Regions from separate parts of the Mus musculus genome. Here region 2 is linked to region 1. The links are chromatin contacts, called in public HiChIP or PLAC-seq maps. All regions are on one chromosome and are shown on one strand. Each heading gives the region's core, a stretch centred on a gene start, on an enhancer-like site or on the middle of the called end of the contact. The rest is flanking DNA. Distances are from core to core; before and after follow the strand shown.

What was found. HiChIP or PLAC-seq counts read pairs in DNA pulled down with a chosen protein or histone mark.
Region 2: an H3K4me3 HiChIP or PLAC-seq map of fetal liver shows a contact between it and region 1, with 2.8 times the contacts expected there. The contact joins two enhancer-like sites. A contact is called at or near these places in 3 of 484 Hi-C or Micro-C datasets (B cells, CD8 T cells and bone marrow-derived macrophages), 1 of 115 datasets of contacts at active chromatin or transcription factors (fetal liver) and 1 of 9 other capture datasets (embryonic stem cells).

What each region holds. Positions count from the first base shown.
Region 1 is chr15:58,587,902-58,592,981 of GRCm38.p6, forward strand. Fer1l6 (fer-1-like 6 (C. elegans)) reads left to right here. Exons shown (of 41, transcript NM_001370912.1): 19 at 2,489-2,666. Gm36451 (a long non-coding RNA gene) reads right to left here. Exons shown (of 3, transcript XR_384120.4): 3 at 1,102-1,335. Among named protein-coding and RNA genes, the nearest start is that of Gm36451, 6.6 kb to the right of the region's middle. Within about 2 kb of position 3,815, at least 18 of the 459 cell types and tissues checked have an H3K27ac peak or open chromatin away from gene starts, as enhancers often do. A contact at or near this core is called in fetal liver, where this site is marked.
Region 2 is chr15:58,794,083-58,798,941 of GRCm38.p6, forward strand. It overlaps Tmem65 (transmembrane protein 65), which reads right to left. Exons shown (of 7, transcript NM_175212.4): 2 at 3,119-3,163; 3 at 260-327. Among named protein-coding and RNA genes, the nearest start is that of Gm24041, 23 kb to the right of the region's middle. Within about 2 kb of position 2,714, at least 5 of the 459 cell types and tissues checked have an H3K27ac peak or open chromatin away from gene starts, as enhancers often do. A contact at or near this core is called in fetal liver, where this site is marked.

The sequences.
Region 1 (5,080 bases), core at 2,565-5,064:
TGGGTTTGTTTTATTTATTTATTTATTAGCTGAATACATAACAGCGCCCTTCTTTCTAAAGATTAAATCCCCACTCCTCCACATACCAATCAAGTGCACCCTTGAACTTCACCCGCCCCTCTCACTGTGAGCTCTTCTGGTCAGAAAGCTCTCTGGATCGTTCTTGGAACTGCATAAATGCTCACTGAATATGAGCTTCCACTACCCGATCTATGTTTGTGTTCCTTCCTCCTTCTGGGATGCTCTTGGTTGATCTTACTCTAAGGTACTGACTAAGGGACTCAGCTATGTGTGGTAGTGCCCTCCTATCCACTGGGGGTGTGTTTCAAGACACCCAGTGGGGGCCTAGCATTCAATTGCAATTGCAGTATACATAGTATTTTTTCCTGTGAATACCTATAATAGGGTTTCATTTACAAATTAGAGGTTTATGACAATAGCTAATAGTAAAGTGGAAGAGTTATAACTGTATTCCATAATAAACCTCATCTATGGCTTAATGTGCAGCAGGAGAAACAGTAGCTGAGCACAGCAAGCTGTGAGCTTGAACAATGGATGCCCCTTTCCTTCCCTTGACCAGTGACTCTCAACCTTCCTAATGCTGTGACCCTTTGATACGGTCCCTCATGTCGTGCTGACCCCCAACCATAAGGTTGTTTTGCTACTTCATGGTTGTAATTTTGCTAGTTGTAATGTAAATATCTGATATGCAGGATATCTGACATGTGGCCCCCAAAGGGGTCGTGGCCCACAGGTTGAGAACTGCTGCCTGAGATTTTTCTTGTCCATCACTGGTATTATCTACTGCTCGTGTGTCTGTAATCAAATACCTGACCAGAAACAACATGAAAGGGAAGGAGGGCTCGTTCTGCCTCACGGTTTGAAGCCACACGGTCTGCCACAGCCAGCTGGGGAGGCATGGTGGAGTCTGTCCACAGTCAGGAAGAAGAGAGATGGATGCTTCTGCTTAGCCCACGCGTCATCCCTTTTCTATCTCTGGGATTCCAGCTCATAAGATGGTGAAGCACACATTCAGAGTGTGCCTTACCCTCTCTCCCTCCACTGAATCCTGTGTAAACACTCGCAGACAGCCCAAAGGTGTATCTCACTAATCCATTAGCTGTTTATTAACCCAATCAAGTCAATAATAAAAACTACCCATTCATCACTCCAGTGAGTGCCAGTGTCCAGAGCTCAGCACTTGGAGAACCTGTGTCCCTGGCCCTCAGCATCCGATGCTCCCTGGCTCTGGTCCATTGGCTGAAGCCCAGCGGCACATGCAGTGGTTGGTTGATTGAGTTGTTCCGAATCTGCTTTCGAAACCATCAGAGCAAGCTACAAAGGCAAACAGCTGTGCTCAATTTGAAGTCAAAGCCTCTCCATGGGTGCTCGGGAAGTTGTCTGAACGAGTTCTGGCTTGTGGTAATAGGAGTTTCTGATCTTCCATGGAAAGAACTCAGTGTGGAGAAAGGAGAGTTATTGAGAGGCAACTCTAAAACCTGCCAGAAGAGACACTTAGAAGAGTCAATAGAAGATAGAGAAGTAGCCATGTCTTAAGTGTCATCAGCTCTTGTCAGAAGCCCTGAATACAGCCAGGGCTGGTACTGGGACTGGGTAGGGACAGAGAGATCCCAAACCCCGGTGACTAGGAAACAAAAGAAGCATGTTCAATACGTCAATTTTTATCCTTGTGGTCTTGGGGTATAGAAACTCCCACAAATACATTTGTGCACAGGCATGCACATACACACACAGATACACACACACAGAGACAGACACACACACAGACACACACACACACACACAGACACACACACACACAATATTACATGTGAGGCCCCCACATGGAGAGGAAGCAGAGAGCGTAGGGAGCTTAAAGCCACAGTGCCTAAGGAGGATGAGGGATCTGAAAAATGTGTGCCAGGCAAAAGGGCCTGGGAGAGCAGGCAGGGCTTTCCCTCACACAGAGCATGGGACAGAGGAGCAGGAGAGGCAGTCCTGAATGAAGTGAAGGGGCAGAAACTCAGGCTGCAACCCCAGTATCTAGGAAGGCAAGGCGAACTGAAGAGCTTGAAGAAGAGGCAAGCTGTAGACTCAGAGCCAATAGTCTACAATTGGAATCGCCAATCCTCGGCTCTAGTCATGGGTGTGTGAGTTATAGAGTAAGGGAACAGAGACACTGTCCTCATCTGTGAAACAGACAATGAGCACATGTGTGTGTTAGGCCTACATGATCCAGGACCTGGCAGTGGTTATCAGAATTCGTGCTTAAGCTTCGGGCCTCCAGACCAAGGTTGTCCTCAGGAATTCTGTAATGTGACAACTGGGACCATTTCTTTCAATTGTGTGATGTAGACAGAGCCCTGGGGCAGGGGGTGACCCTCTGTACAAACCTTGAGATATATATCCAGAAAGGATCCACTTTCTCAGAATAGGGTCCATGTTTGCTTTCTGGTGATAAAAGAGTCTTCCTTTTTCTCTCCCCCAGCTTCCTGGGAAACGGCCGCCCGGCTGGACCGTACAGGCAAAAGTTGACATATATCTGTGGCTGGGCTCCACTAGATACTCCAATACTATTTTGGATAACTTGCCAGTGGGCTATGAAGCAGAAATGCCTCCCAAGTCATCGGGCACCCACCACCCCCCATCGGCCCTGCTATACCAAGGTATGGTGTGCCCACAGAGCAAAGACAGGCGGGAGGCAGCTCTGATGGGCTTTCGGGTAAACAGCGGTGGGGACAGCATCCGTGAATTTGTGTTTTAGTTGGGACCAGTTCCCTTGCCTTTTTTCAGGACAATTGCCAAGTGTCCTCTCTTCCAAACAGAAAGCAAGGTTTCATTTAGAAATATTACATCTAAACTTTTTTATGCATTTCTGTGAGGAGAGAGAGAGAGGTGAATTTCTTCAAACATGCTGGGCAGCCATAAAAATGAGTTTGCGTTTTAAGCAGAAAGTTTTTTGTGGTGGTATGACTCATGAAATTAAGGTGATTATTTTTTTCCTTTTTATACAGCATTGAGGTTTGAACAGCGTACATACCCCTTTGGTGACCCAGTGCCACTGGTATTGGTGAAGTCGCTTATGTTTTTCTAGCCCAGTTCCTGGCATGGCTGCTTCTTTATAGGAAGACAGCTTATTTTATGGAATTATTTAAATTCATACGGTGACTTTCATCAGTATCGTGTTTACATTTCAGTAACATTTTAATTGCGTCATGAATATTAATACATCACATTTGCATTCTGCTCTGTTTTCAAAACACTTTAACTTTTGTGCTTTTCTTAGCTGCTCAGCTTCACCTTCATGTCTACAGAAGCTGAGTTTTGAGTTGAGCCAAAACTGGGGACAATGCAGAACAACACACACTCAACACCTCCTCTGTTGCACAACAGCCTTTTGGTATCAGCTGATCTTGACTGCCACAGTATCCTAAGCAGGGCCATAGTGAGAGAAGATGGGGTTCTGGAGATGTGTGTACAGTGGCTCAGCTCACAGAGTCTGCAGTCGGTGTGCAATGTTGGGAGAAAATACATAGCCCTCAGTGCCAAGCATTGTGTCGCATATGCGACACATAAGATCTCGTTCTGGGAATTCTTTAGTTCACAGAGGGGGAGAGTACATTTCTGAGACACCCAGAAATTGCACGAGATCACTCATCGGCTGAAGGGTTGAGAAAACCATTTCCAAACACAACTTTCTTATCTGCTTTCCATTAAACCACTGAGAGCTTTTTTATCTTTGGGCAAATAACACCCACATCAAGTTAGCTCCTGTTTCTGTAGATACAAATATCTACGCAGATGCAAAGCTCCAGACATGTTCACCGTTGCAGCCACTCACAACCCAAAGGAGAGGCCTTTCCGGAGCTTTGAGATGCTGTGTAGCTTGTCCTTTTCATGGTTACCTAATGACCTTCTGCTGAGCACTGACATTGGTGGCGTTGGCTGCCTTCCACACCGACTGGTGAATTTTATGCTCCAGAGGAGAGCCATTCAGCAAATAATTACCTTGCGTCTATATATGGAAGGCATGGTGGAAAACCTGGCAGGGGATGTAGAGAGGAGCAAGAGGGGATCCTAGCTTCAAGTGGGACGTGCAGGTGTGGCTTTAATAACCACAGGGGGCAGGAGATGGGGCCCCATGGTGTGAGGAATTAGGCTAGACTACTCTGAGGAACAGTACTTAGTAAGATTCAAGGTTTCTAAAGAAACCCGGAAATGTAGGCTAAGAAAATGGCACCCCCTGGAGTTGTGTAATGCGCTGCTTAGCTGCTTACGTAGCCTCAGTTGGAAGGACTGCTAAAATCTCCGGGTTAGACATCTCAAGGGCAGTTGGTGTGCATTCTCTCAAGGAACGAGACCATCCCAAGTTGGACTGAGAAATCTGCTGAACTCCGTAGTAACACATGGCTGTCTCCCAGCTGACTCCTGTTGGCGGCGTGTACCTGTAGCATCTGCTGAGCACTGCTTTGTTTACAGCTGTCATCTTAAGGGACGTTCCTGTCAGCAGAGCCCAGCCTGTCAACATCAGAGTTAATTGGTGTCTATGGAGACACGGAGGGCTGTAGAACTGCGCCTCCAAGAATTACTTCTCTCGTTCCACTGGCTTGCCTGGAGTTTGCAGAGCCTTGCCCTGGAAGAACTGGTGTGGACTTAATTGGGCAATGTGGGCAGCTTGGGCTTCCTAATTGGCTGCAGGATTAGCTTGGGGATTGAAAAGGTTGCTACATTCTTAGGCTCCACGCTGGTTCTCATGTAAGCCAGACAGCGGCATGGGGTAGGGAGAGAGAGAAATGTTCAGGTCTCATAACAGTCAATTAAGGAATTACCTTTGACATCCTGCCTTCCCTGTCCCTCCACACCTTCTCTGTCAGAGTTGTTTGCCACCATCTACCTAGGGCAGCAGTCTTTCCCATACCTCATTTGAATCCCTCTCCAGTGTGTGCTGATCTGGCCCTTCAAACTTTCACCTACAGGGGGCACTGTTGTCTGCTTGCATCCAGCCCTTACATCTCTTCTGTCCATTGAGAACTTGACCCACAATTTTATCCTCTGATTGTCTGTTCCTACACACACACAC
Region 2 (4,859 bases), core at 1,464-3,963, 210 kb after region 1:
AATACCCTCTATATGTGATAACAAATACTAACACAACTAAGAACCCCAGATATGCTGCACACAAATGTTAGAAGAGAATTATATAAACCATAAACATTTGTCTATATGCCTTGCCAAAAGTTTTATGATTAACATACATGATGCTTTAAAATTGAGCTTGCTTACTGTTAATTAACTTGACAGGTATAATATACAAGTTATTAGGAAAATGTAGAGCACACTAATTTCTTTACTCAAAATACAATTGGTGAGGACTTACTGCAACAATCATAATTGCGTTATCCAAAAAGCCAAACCCTACGAAAGGTATCGCATTGTGGAAGAATACTGAAAAACATCAAAACACAGAAAAATATATTTTAACTTCTTGGTAACTTTAGAATGAACAAAACAAGCCATGTGATTAAAGAGCTAAAACGACCATAGATCCTGTTGCTGCTGTGAGTTTACTTGACAGGAGTTATGCTGGCAAACAAAATACAAATATGTAACACAAAAAAACAATTTTTCGGCCTTTATGTTTTCTCACGGGCAATGCACATACATGCAGTTCATGGAAGAGTAAGTCTGTAAACACGGGATGCCCCCATTTAACCTGACACATGCCAGTCTATTTCTCTCTTGTGCCTGAGGACTATCACAAAACTACTAATCTCTGTATTTGTAATAATAATTTTTAAAAATGCCTACATTCAAATTCCAGGGAAGTTATTTAACCATTTTTACTCCCTCGTCAACTCTTTAAAGAATTTTTAAGAAAAGACAACTTCACCTGACATCTCTGTGCAGTCCTTACCATCTCAGATTCCCAAATGCTACTGAAACTGCAAGAATCAGTATTTGCTCTGCATCAGAATGTGACTTAAAGGCCTCTTCCTGCCAAAGACACTTCCCATGTCATCTATGGCACACAGCCTAAAACCTGGATATTAAACGTCAAAGTAGCAAAAACGTATTTTATTTTATAATCCCACCTCATTTTCTGAAATTTGCACCTTTAGCACACTATATAGCACCTAGGGCACAGCAGATGCTCCAAAATAATTGCTTACAGCAAGCAAGGATTACTAACCTGAAAAAGAAGCTAATTTCATGTTTAGACACCTGAAGGAGGCTGTGAAACAGAAAGCTGGGAACAGGAAGAGACTATTCTAACTAACCTTTACAACTGCAATGGCATAGACAATGGCAGATCAACTGACAACTTTTTTCAATAAACATCAAGAATTTGAGCTTTACCATCTATTTAAAAATAGTTCTCCCTTAAGCCAGTTGGTTATATTTGCTAGTGTCTTCAGATTCGATGTAATTAAAGTATAATCCAGAAGTTATGAAAACATGATACTGCTGTGGTGAGCTCTTCCATCGGAAATGCTACGAGGCAGGGATTTAAAAAAATAGACACTTCTACCCACAACTACTCTCAAAGAAATGTCACATCCAGCAAAATGATATACACCACCATGTATAGATTATTACATTGATCGTATACAATAGACAAATCCAGTCATTTCAGTGCCACTTGTCACAGTAACAACGTTCATGACGAAGAACAGAATAGTCCACTGTGATCATCACTGCGAAAGCTATCAAGATGGTAAAAGCCAACCACTGCATTCGTGGCATGGGATTCACTCAAGACCCAGACTTCTTACTTCTCTGGTTTTTCTCCTGCGTCCACTGGATGCCTATTGAACATCCTGACTTTTTATAGTAAGCAACTTCCAAAACACCCACCACACACACACAATCCTAACTTCATACTACAATATACATTTAATAGGCAAAGGAGTACACTGGAAATTTTACAGTCAACCACTATCTAAGTGTGGTCTCTGAAACACAAATATGGCAGAATAACGAGGAAATCAACTGAGATCACTTACTATGCAAATAACATGATGGCATCTCAATAAGATGTTAATGGCATTAAATTAAGATTACATTGATTGTTTCTTGGGAGACGCCTGGTCAGTATCACTAAGGCATGCTGCTTGAACTATAGAGTAGGTCTTTTATCTTTATATTTAAATAAATCTGTCAAATAAATAAAAAACTACTTTTAATTCAAAGGAGAAAAATTAAGTTTTTCAAAAAAAAAAAAAAGTATGCACTGGGTACCCCACTGGGAACTTGAGATACAAAGACACACACAACACTCGGTTTCCACACTGCAAAGGAGTTGGACATAGAAACCTAGCCACATAAACAGTTCATTTCAACATCGCCTACAAAAACGATAGAGTGCTGCATGTACAGTGAGCACAGAATCAGAAGTCTAGGCTGGGAGAATCAGGAAAGATCACCTGGGAAGAGAGATCTTAAAAATCTTACACTGTTCTGGTGTTTGAGGAAAGTTACTAATTTCTAACATAAATTCTATTCTACCTAAGAGAGAGAGAAAGAAAGAACTATCATTAGTTTGTTCCTAGTCGTTTGAATTTGCCTTCCACTGAATAATGATCTCCTGTTAATTCACTGTTCCTCCAATTCCCTTTGGCAAACACTACTCTATAGCTAAGCAGCTGTTAGCAGATGACATTTAATATTTAATTACCTACTTAATTACCACCTACTCAAATTCACCTCCACACTTTTAAATGATTCTCTTCCACTGTCTTCTAATAAGACCCTAAACTGTTTTACACCACTCCCATGTTAACCTGCAATATCCACTCTTATCAGAGAAGAACAGTACAGCTCAGTAATGAGGTTCCTCCGCCTCAAATGCACTGCACTTACTTCCGTACGTACTGCTGCCAATGCTAGCTACCCAGAAGCACTGGCCTCATCAGAGAACAGTTAGCCCAAATCTCAAATTAAGTTCCTCAGTCACCCAACTAAATCCAACACATCCTTTGCCAAGGAAGTAAAATATAATATATTTTTTCTGAAAAGAAAACTTCTAACATAAATTTACTTTTATTACTAGATGGTAAGAATAAATATTAGTTATCCCATAATACTGTGATATATGAAAGTGCTCTTACATGAAAAATAGGACAACCTTTATTTATAAGGAGGCTTTAATTTACTGACTGTTGTGCTCCTATAAGAAATCATTCCTTCAGGTCCAAAAGAGAGGTGCATATCAATTTAACAATTAGAGAACCATTACCATATCTCAGCTGTCCTGGAGTGGGTGGTAGAGCTTCCAATTTTTCTAAAGGAAGAAAGGATACAGAGCAAGAGTTAGTTACAAGTGTATAAAACAGACTTACAAAATGGAAAGATGAATTTATGTTAGTAGATTTAGATTACTCGTTTTAAAGAATACTGGTATGGAGTAAATAACAAGACTAGGAACTAAACAGCTTCGGCCACATGCTGTGGGTCACACATGGGGGTTCTCTTTCATCTCGGACATGGTGTCGTTATGCAAGGAGCCCATTTGCATCAATTACAGTAAAAACACATTCTAGAAAATAAGGAAGCTCTGGATGACTTAACAAGTATACAAACTAACAATGAGAGCAGAAAAAACAACCACCCAAATATGCTTATATTTGTTTGTTTATTTAGTTAGAGACAGAGTCTTGTTATACAGTCCAGGTTGGCCTTGAATCCACGATCTTCCTGCTGCCAAAATACCTGTGCCACCACAACCACTTGGAAATTACATTTTAAAGGCAATGTCATTACAATAATGGTTTTACTGGCTTGTATCAGGTCTTCCAATTAATTCCATGTAACAATATACTGAATTTTAAAATTTTCAACGCTATACAACTAGAATAAGTAGTCTACACACCAGAACAAACAAACAAACAAACCTAAAAAGACATAGTGTTTTATCTAAGATAGCAAATAATAATAATAATATGCTATTCATACTGTGTGGCAGACAGCTCATCTTTAATCAGGACGCTGAAAGGCAACAGGCAATACATGACAAGGTTCTTCCAACGATTAACAGACGTGCCATGTCTGTCATGTAGAAACTTAGAACTATTCCAAAATGTAACTAGAACATCTCACCCTCTGTGAAAGTTAAAAGGGTTAATAGCTCCATCTTAAGTAGATGACTAGGTAACTCAGAGAAGAGCCTGTACAGATTTGTCCCTAGCAGGCACCTATACAGAAAGCTTGGCTCTCTGTGCAGCTGGGGTCAGGGGTGGGGCTTAGGGGAAGTGGCTGGATCTGGATCGCTGGGGCTCTGACTTCATCAGTGGAGTCATCCTTAGAGAGCATTAGGACTGTGGCAGTATTCAGAGGTGGTGGAAGGGAGCCGTGGGTCCTAACTGGAAGACATACCTGGACAGGTTCCAGTCTGTTTCCCAGACACCATGGGCTGAGCGGCTTTGCTCCTTGTCCTTCTGCCATGATGGTCTGCCTCATCACCACCGGGAAACAATGGGGCCAACCCACTACAGACTGACCCACATGAAACTGGGAGCCAAGAGGACTCTTCCCCTTAAAGACTGTTTTTTGGTCTTTCTTGCTTGTGTGTGTTTTAACTTCTTGTATTTAGTCACGGCAATGAATAGCTGTGGTTTATATATTTGAGAACAGAATAATACTAAAAACAAAGCCTAGGGCTGGTGAGATGGTTCAGCAGTTAAGAGCACTGACTGCTTTTCTGGGGGTCAGGAGTTCAAATCCCAGCAACCACATGGTGGCTCACAACCATCCATAATGAGAAACAAACAAACAGTAACAACAACAAAAACATTTTTAAAAAACCTATGGGCCGGAAGGGGCACAGGGGGAGTGAGTGGGGCCTGGAGTGAGAGGGCCAGAGCAAGAGGGAGAAAGGGAGGGGGGAAAAAAGGAAAAGGAAAAGAAAAAGAAAAAGAAAACAAAGCCTAACAAATAAAAGTCAATATAAAGTTACAGGCTGGAGATGCAGCTCAGAACTG